Regions from separate parts of the Anas platyrhynchos genome. Here region 2 is linked to region 1. Evidence: chromatin contacts called from public Hi-C data. All regions are on one chromosome and are shown on one strand. The core of a region is the stretch at or near the end of the contact, and the rest is flanking DNA. Distances in the headings are between cores, read along the strand shown. Region 1 holds the start of PDGFRL (platelet derived growth factor receptor like). Region 2 has its middle 8.6 kb from the start of MTUS1.

Region 1 (2,852 bases), core at 104-2,603:
CTTGTGTGAGGCAAACTCCACCTTCACCAATAGAAGTTTAGTTGCAGTCAGGACAAAGGATAACACGATTCAAATGTTTAGGAGGGCTTTTTTTTTTTCTTTTGTATTAACAGAAAGCAAAGCGTGAAATATGTTACATATCTTTAAGAACAGTTATGTGTATCATTTTAAAAACAGTAATGTTTATATCCATTTTAACTTTTCTGGTTCATATGTACATTGTAGTGATAATTTCTGTATTATGTGCTGCTGAGCATTTAAAGTATAGATAGAATGATTATCATGCCACGTAAACTACAAATTTATATTTCTTTGAAGTGCTCTAGCCAAAATGAAAAGTCTTGAATTTTTATGAATGTAAAAATGCATATATTTAAAAATATGGTGCTTGTTTGTTTTTTTTTTTTTTTCCACTTTTTCAACAGCATTAGAATCAGCAATATTTCTCGTTACATTAGTTCTAAATTCTAATGGAAATTATGTTGCTCTTCATTTACTGTAAAATGTGCTTCATGGGATAACAATTGTGCATTTGTCCTGTATTTTTTAAATAAAGCTGAATATCACTTGTACGTACATCATACAACACCTCTAACTTCAATCACCACTGTAGTTGTAGTAAATACTAAAGTAATACAGTGACTTAATAATCACTAGTGTGTCATCATGTCATGACATTATACTAACCATAACTCACTTGTAATAAATAGCGTCATAGTTCCTATACTTTTTGTAGAGGAGAAAAAAAAAAAACTGTTTTATGTTTAAATCCTTTATTTTTTCCAGTGGTCTGGGGATGGGCAGAGTAGAAGTGTGTGTTTCATACTTGCGTCTAAGCACTCAAGAACTCATCAAAACACAGCATAACACCCTCTGATTTGGGCGTTTCGACTTATGGTGCCAAACCAGAGCTGATGTTAGGTTTGACTTCCAGAGGGAGCGAGTAGTCCTCGGCATTCACCTTGCTCAATCCTGAAGCACCCTGCAGTGACCCTGCACGTAGAAGCCTCTATAGGCTGATGGCAACCACCAGTGCACAGCCACATCTGGCAAAAGGGTCACTGATGAGCTAATCAAGATAATTAGCTTCCACACGTGCAGAGCAGATCATTACGTGCAGCAGCACTGAAAGCAGAGCCAGCCCTCGACCAGAGGAGGCAGCTGGAGAAGCGGAGCTTTTTGGGGGCCCCCTCTGCCACCCTCTCCAGCCTTATGGGGAGCGGTGGAGACGACGGAGCTGCGAAGTGCGCCATGTGAGCCGAAGCAGGTGCCAGGCAGGCAGCAGAGCCCAGCAGACCACCCGACGGGGCCAGGTCAGCGCTGCGCCCTCTCCCCGTGAGGTGCCGGCCCGGGGCTCCCCGCAGCCGCCGGCTCCTCCCCGCGGGGCCCCCGCTGCCGCTGCCGGGCCGCCTCCATCGCCGCGCCCGCCCCGCCTCAGCCCAGCGCCCCGACCGCTCTCGCCATGCGGTTCTGGGTGCTCCTCAGCCTGCTGCTGCTGCAGGACGCGCTGCCGCACGGTGAGCCGCCGCCACCCCTCTCGTCCCCCTCTCGTCCCCCTCGCACCTTGCCTCGGGCTCCCCCGGCTGCTTCCCCTGCACCCTGCCCCGCCGGGCGCCCCCCGCCCGCCGCCATGAGGGACCCCGCGGCGGGCCGGCGGCCATTTCGGGGAGCCCCCACAGCGAGCCGCGGGGCCGAAATGGGGCTGCTTCGTCCAGGGCGGAGATTTGGGGTGCGTGTAGGGGGGCGTCGTCGGAAACACCAGCTGCCCCTCTGCTGCCTCGCTGTTTTAGCCAGCTCTCAGGTCCCTGCGCCTGTCCCGAGGAGGCTTAGTGCTGCGCGTGGCGCTCAGTTTAAAAAATAATTATAATCAATGTCACTTGTGAGGGAAAGAGTGATGCTTCAGCCCCCGGGGTGTGCCTGGACGTGGTTGTCACAAACCCGTCTCCCACCCCAGGTCTGTTTGAGGCATCCTTTGCCATGGAGCAGGCGTCGTGTCCCCGCATGGTGCTGGTGGAAGGTTCTGGGTGCAAGTGGGTCAGTTCCTGCATGGCAGGCATCGGTCCTTCCTCCTTTCTTTCTTTCTTTCTTTTTTTTTTTTTTTTTTTTTTTTTTTTAACTTTGTTCTTGACTCAGTTTTATGTTGCGATGAACTCCTGGCAGGGGAAGGAGTTAGTTTTTGACTGGGGAAGAAAGCTCCTAACCAACTTCTCTGTTACTCATACTTGTGGGCTCTAGCCAGTGGCTTGTGCTCCTACTCTGAAAACGTCAGTCATTGTGTGATCTGCTGGTGGAGAGGGCAGCTGAAGTAAAAATTGAAGCATTGTCCCCTCCTGCTGCCATTTCCCATGTGTTGTCAGGAAAAGATTTGGGAGTGAGGTCTGTCAGCATGGGGAGGCTGTGTGACAGTGAGGATTTGTGGAGAAACCTGAGCCAGGCTCTGAGATGCACCATGCAAGGAAAAGAGGCAGCTGCCACAAGTGGCCCAGGACATAAGGGAAAAAATTATAGTAAAAACATAAAAATTCTTCACCCTGAGAGCTGTTAAGCCCTGGAAATAGTTATCCAGGGAGGTTGTAGAGTCTCCAGGCTGAGAGATTGTCAAAGTGCCCTGAGAAACTGGACTAGGGTAGGAAGGAGCTTCCAGATGTCCTTCCCAGCCTAATTTTTCTTACGACTGTATGCAAAGGGATTGCAATCTGGGCAAGGAGCTGCTGTACCATTGTGGCGTAGAAGATTTCTGCTTAAAGATGGGGTGTGTGGGTGTGTAGTACCACATCAAGAAAATGTTCTTTAAGAAACAGACAATAAAAATGCAGAATGAGAAATGAGTTGCAACTGAGGCAAAAGGTTTT
Region 2 (2,852 bases), core at 202-2,701, 150 kb after region 1:
CTCTGCGAGGAAGCTGCACTACAGCAGCTTTTGGCAGGATTCTGCACTACTTGCTCAAAGGGGATCTGTTAAAGGTGAAAAGCCTGACAACTGGAGAATAAAAACCTTTCCTCTTCTCTTTCCCCACCCTCTCTAACATGGATGGATGAATTCTGGTGTTAACGAAGGGACAGCATGTGCTTTTGATTTTGTGAGGGAAACTGAATGCTGGTCTGGATGTATGAAAGGTTGCTGTATATACAATAAAAGATTGGGGGAAAATGAGCAAAGAAAACACAAAATAAGCCTTTTGTGGATGTCATTTTTAAGAAATGGTATGCATCCAATGGGAGCAAGAAAATAAATGTAATTTTAAGATTTTTTCTTTCCTGGGTAGTAAGACAAGCCAAAAGAAGAAAATGAGAAAACCCGTATGGATGGAATCTAGAGTGAAAATAATCCAATGGGAGAAAAAAATACTTTTTTTAATTTTTATTTTTAATTTGCACTTATTATGTTTTAGTCCATGTTTTTCCTACAGCATGGATCACTTAGAGGTCTTATGTGAATTCATGTCTGAAACAATCCCTAGTTTCCTTAGAACAGGTTTGATGAAGTATTATTTTTGCTCCACATTTCAATACTCATTCTAACTAACCAAAGAAGTGTCGCTTGGGAAAAAAACAAAGCCTACCAACTAACCAAACAAAAACCACCTTAATTGCAACAGCCTGGAAGACTGTTGCTCTTGGTGTGGTTTTAATGGCTGGACAGGCCTTACATTAAAAAAAAATTTAGTCCTGTCTAGGATTTCCCTTCAAACCACTTGACCTTCCAAAATGGGCAAGGCTTACTGCTGAATCAGGTACATCTGAAACAGAGAAGAATATTATCTTGTTGGAAAACTGCAGGTGAATGAGAAAGGTATTGCATGTGTTATGTTTGTACAGCACTCTTCACCCGAGATACAGTAGGATTTCACTATGAAATTGTGGTATTGGTATTTCATACCATTAAGACAGCGCAAATAAACAAAGTTTAAAATAAACTAGATAAATTTTGAAGTAATATTTTAGGCATATGTTATTTTTGTCTATTGTGCTGATTCAGGGATTAATTGGAAGTATAATGAACTGTAACAAAAGAAAAGTCTAACATGAAGTTACAAAACATTACATTGTCTGGGCAGTCTATTTCTTTGTTTTCACTTCAGTTCCTTTTTCTGATAGCCCAGTAGTCCTGGACAGTAGGAGGAAAAGATAAGTTGTAGTAGGAATGAAATGTTAGTTTAGGCATGACTAACTACTTGTTTTCCCTTAGCTGAACTTAAAGGCTAGCATGTAGGTCAGCCACCAGGATGCCAGATATCAGAATCTTCTGAAGGCAGAAGTCAGTTTACTTGCAAAAGGGATTACACAAACATGCACGTTTTCTGTTGTGACGGGCTTCTGAGTCACAGCTGGAATGTGCAGTGGAGAAGTACTCATCCCTGCTGTCCCACATGGCGCCCTCCTTAACCACAATCCCTTGCTCAGCCTCCTATTAGTGGGTATTTGTTAGTTTTTGTACTTTTCCACAGTCTGAAATGAACTCCGGAGCAACAAACAGCATTTTCTAAGCCCCTATGTGCTACTAGAATTCTCTAAGGAATCCTTGTTTGTATGGCTTTTTTTCGTACTTTGTGTATCATAGGAGACAGACTCTGAAATACCACACCGTGCACATCGACTTCTGCTTCTGGATTTCATTTGCCATTTACAGTGAGCAGCCTGCAATGCGCTTTAAATGGCTGTACCAGGCACCACTCACATTAAGGGTCACCGATCTCCTCTCTCCGTGCATACTGATATAATGGATGGTGGTGCCAGCTTCAGCTGATTACTTCCTGCTCTCTAGTTCTGCTGTCTCCGTGGAAGCTGAAGCTGCAGACTTCCTTAATTAATCATACTGGTCTGGAAATTGAAGACAATAAGGCCTAAGTACAGTGGAGCCTTCTGCTATAGTCAGCACTTTTTTGCTTTAAATACATGGTTTGGATGCAAGCTATCAGTGGTAATTTTCAGGGAGAACTCTGGGCATTTTAAATATACCCTGAAATACTTGCACACTACACCTTTTCCCAGAGGCTGAGTTCTTCTTTCCACAAAGAGCTTCCCAAACTGAGGCATTCTGCTGCCTTAAAGCAGAATGCACAAAACTCTTAACAATCTGTATTGTATATCATCAAGGAAATGCTGCTAGCAAGGTTTTATCCAAGTGAAAAACCTGAGGATTCCTGATCATCACAAGGATCAGACATAACTAGTAGCCTAACCTAGTAACAGGACTAAACTTAGTCCTTGAATTACATGTTTCTTCAGGAGGTTTCAAGGTGCTCTGTAAAACAGCCGAACGGTATTTTTCTCCTGTATGAGGAGAGATTATCAAAGGGCTCAGTGACTTGCTATGTGGTACAACAAAAATCAGAGATGGTGGGGACAAACATTCAGTCTCACTCTCATAACTGCATTTTGAATTTTAGGTTTCATTTCTTCATTTCATGCATTTAGTGTCTTTTTTTTTTCTTCTTTATAGTGAGAAAGTGACATCAATGGATCAGAATGGTTCCATTTTTTTCCTCTGCCTTCCAAAATGTGTACGTCCCAGAGAAGGGGTTTTAATTTTGGTAAGATGTTCTCCTCCCACTTTGGTTGGGCTCCTCGATGGTAAAACAGACAGTGAAATAAATGGTACTGCAGTATTTTTTTTTCTTTCAGACAATAATACAGCGTTTGCTGAAAACACTTATTTTTGTCAAATAATCTAAGAAACACATTTCTCACTGAAGATTTATGTCACAACATTTCCAAGAGGCAGTCTGCTGAAACTTGGTT

Evidence for each region. A called contact is a pair of places that touch in the nucleus more often than the background predicts.
Region 2: a Hi-C map of liver shows a contact between it and region 1, with 3 times the contacts expected there. The contact joins the enhancer-like site here to the promoter of PDGFRL in region 1. A contact is called at or near these places in 4 of 8 Hi-C or Micro-C datasets (liver, skeletal muscle and subcutaneous adipose tissue).

What each region holds. Positions count from the first base shown.
Region 1 is chr4:21,181,648-21,184,499 of IASCAAS_PekinDuck_T2T, forward strand. It overlaps PDGFRL (platelet derived growth factor receptor like), which reads left to right and starts at 1,354. Exons shown (of 6, transcript XM_027456180.3): 1 at 1,354-1,517. The coding sequence starts at 1,463. SLC7A2 (solute carrier family 7 member 2) reads left to right here. Exons shown (of 12, transcript XM_027456179.3): 12 at 1-572.
Region 2 is chr4:21,328,545-21,331,396 of IASCAAS_PekinDuck_T2T, forward strand. No RefSeq gene overlaps it. Among named protein-coding and RNA genes, the nearest start is that of MTUS1, 8.6 kb to the left of the region's middle. Within about 2 kb of position 1,452, at least 3 of the 8 cell types and tissues checked have an H3K27ac peak or open chromatin away from gene starts, as enhancers often do.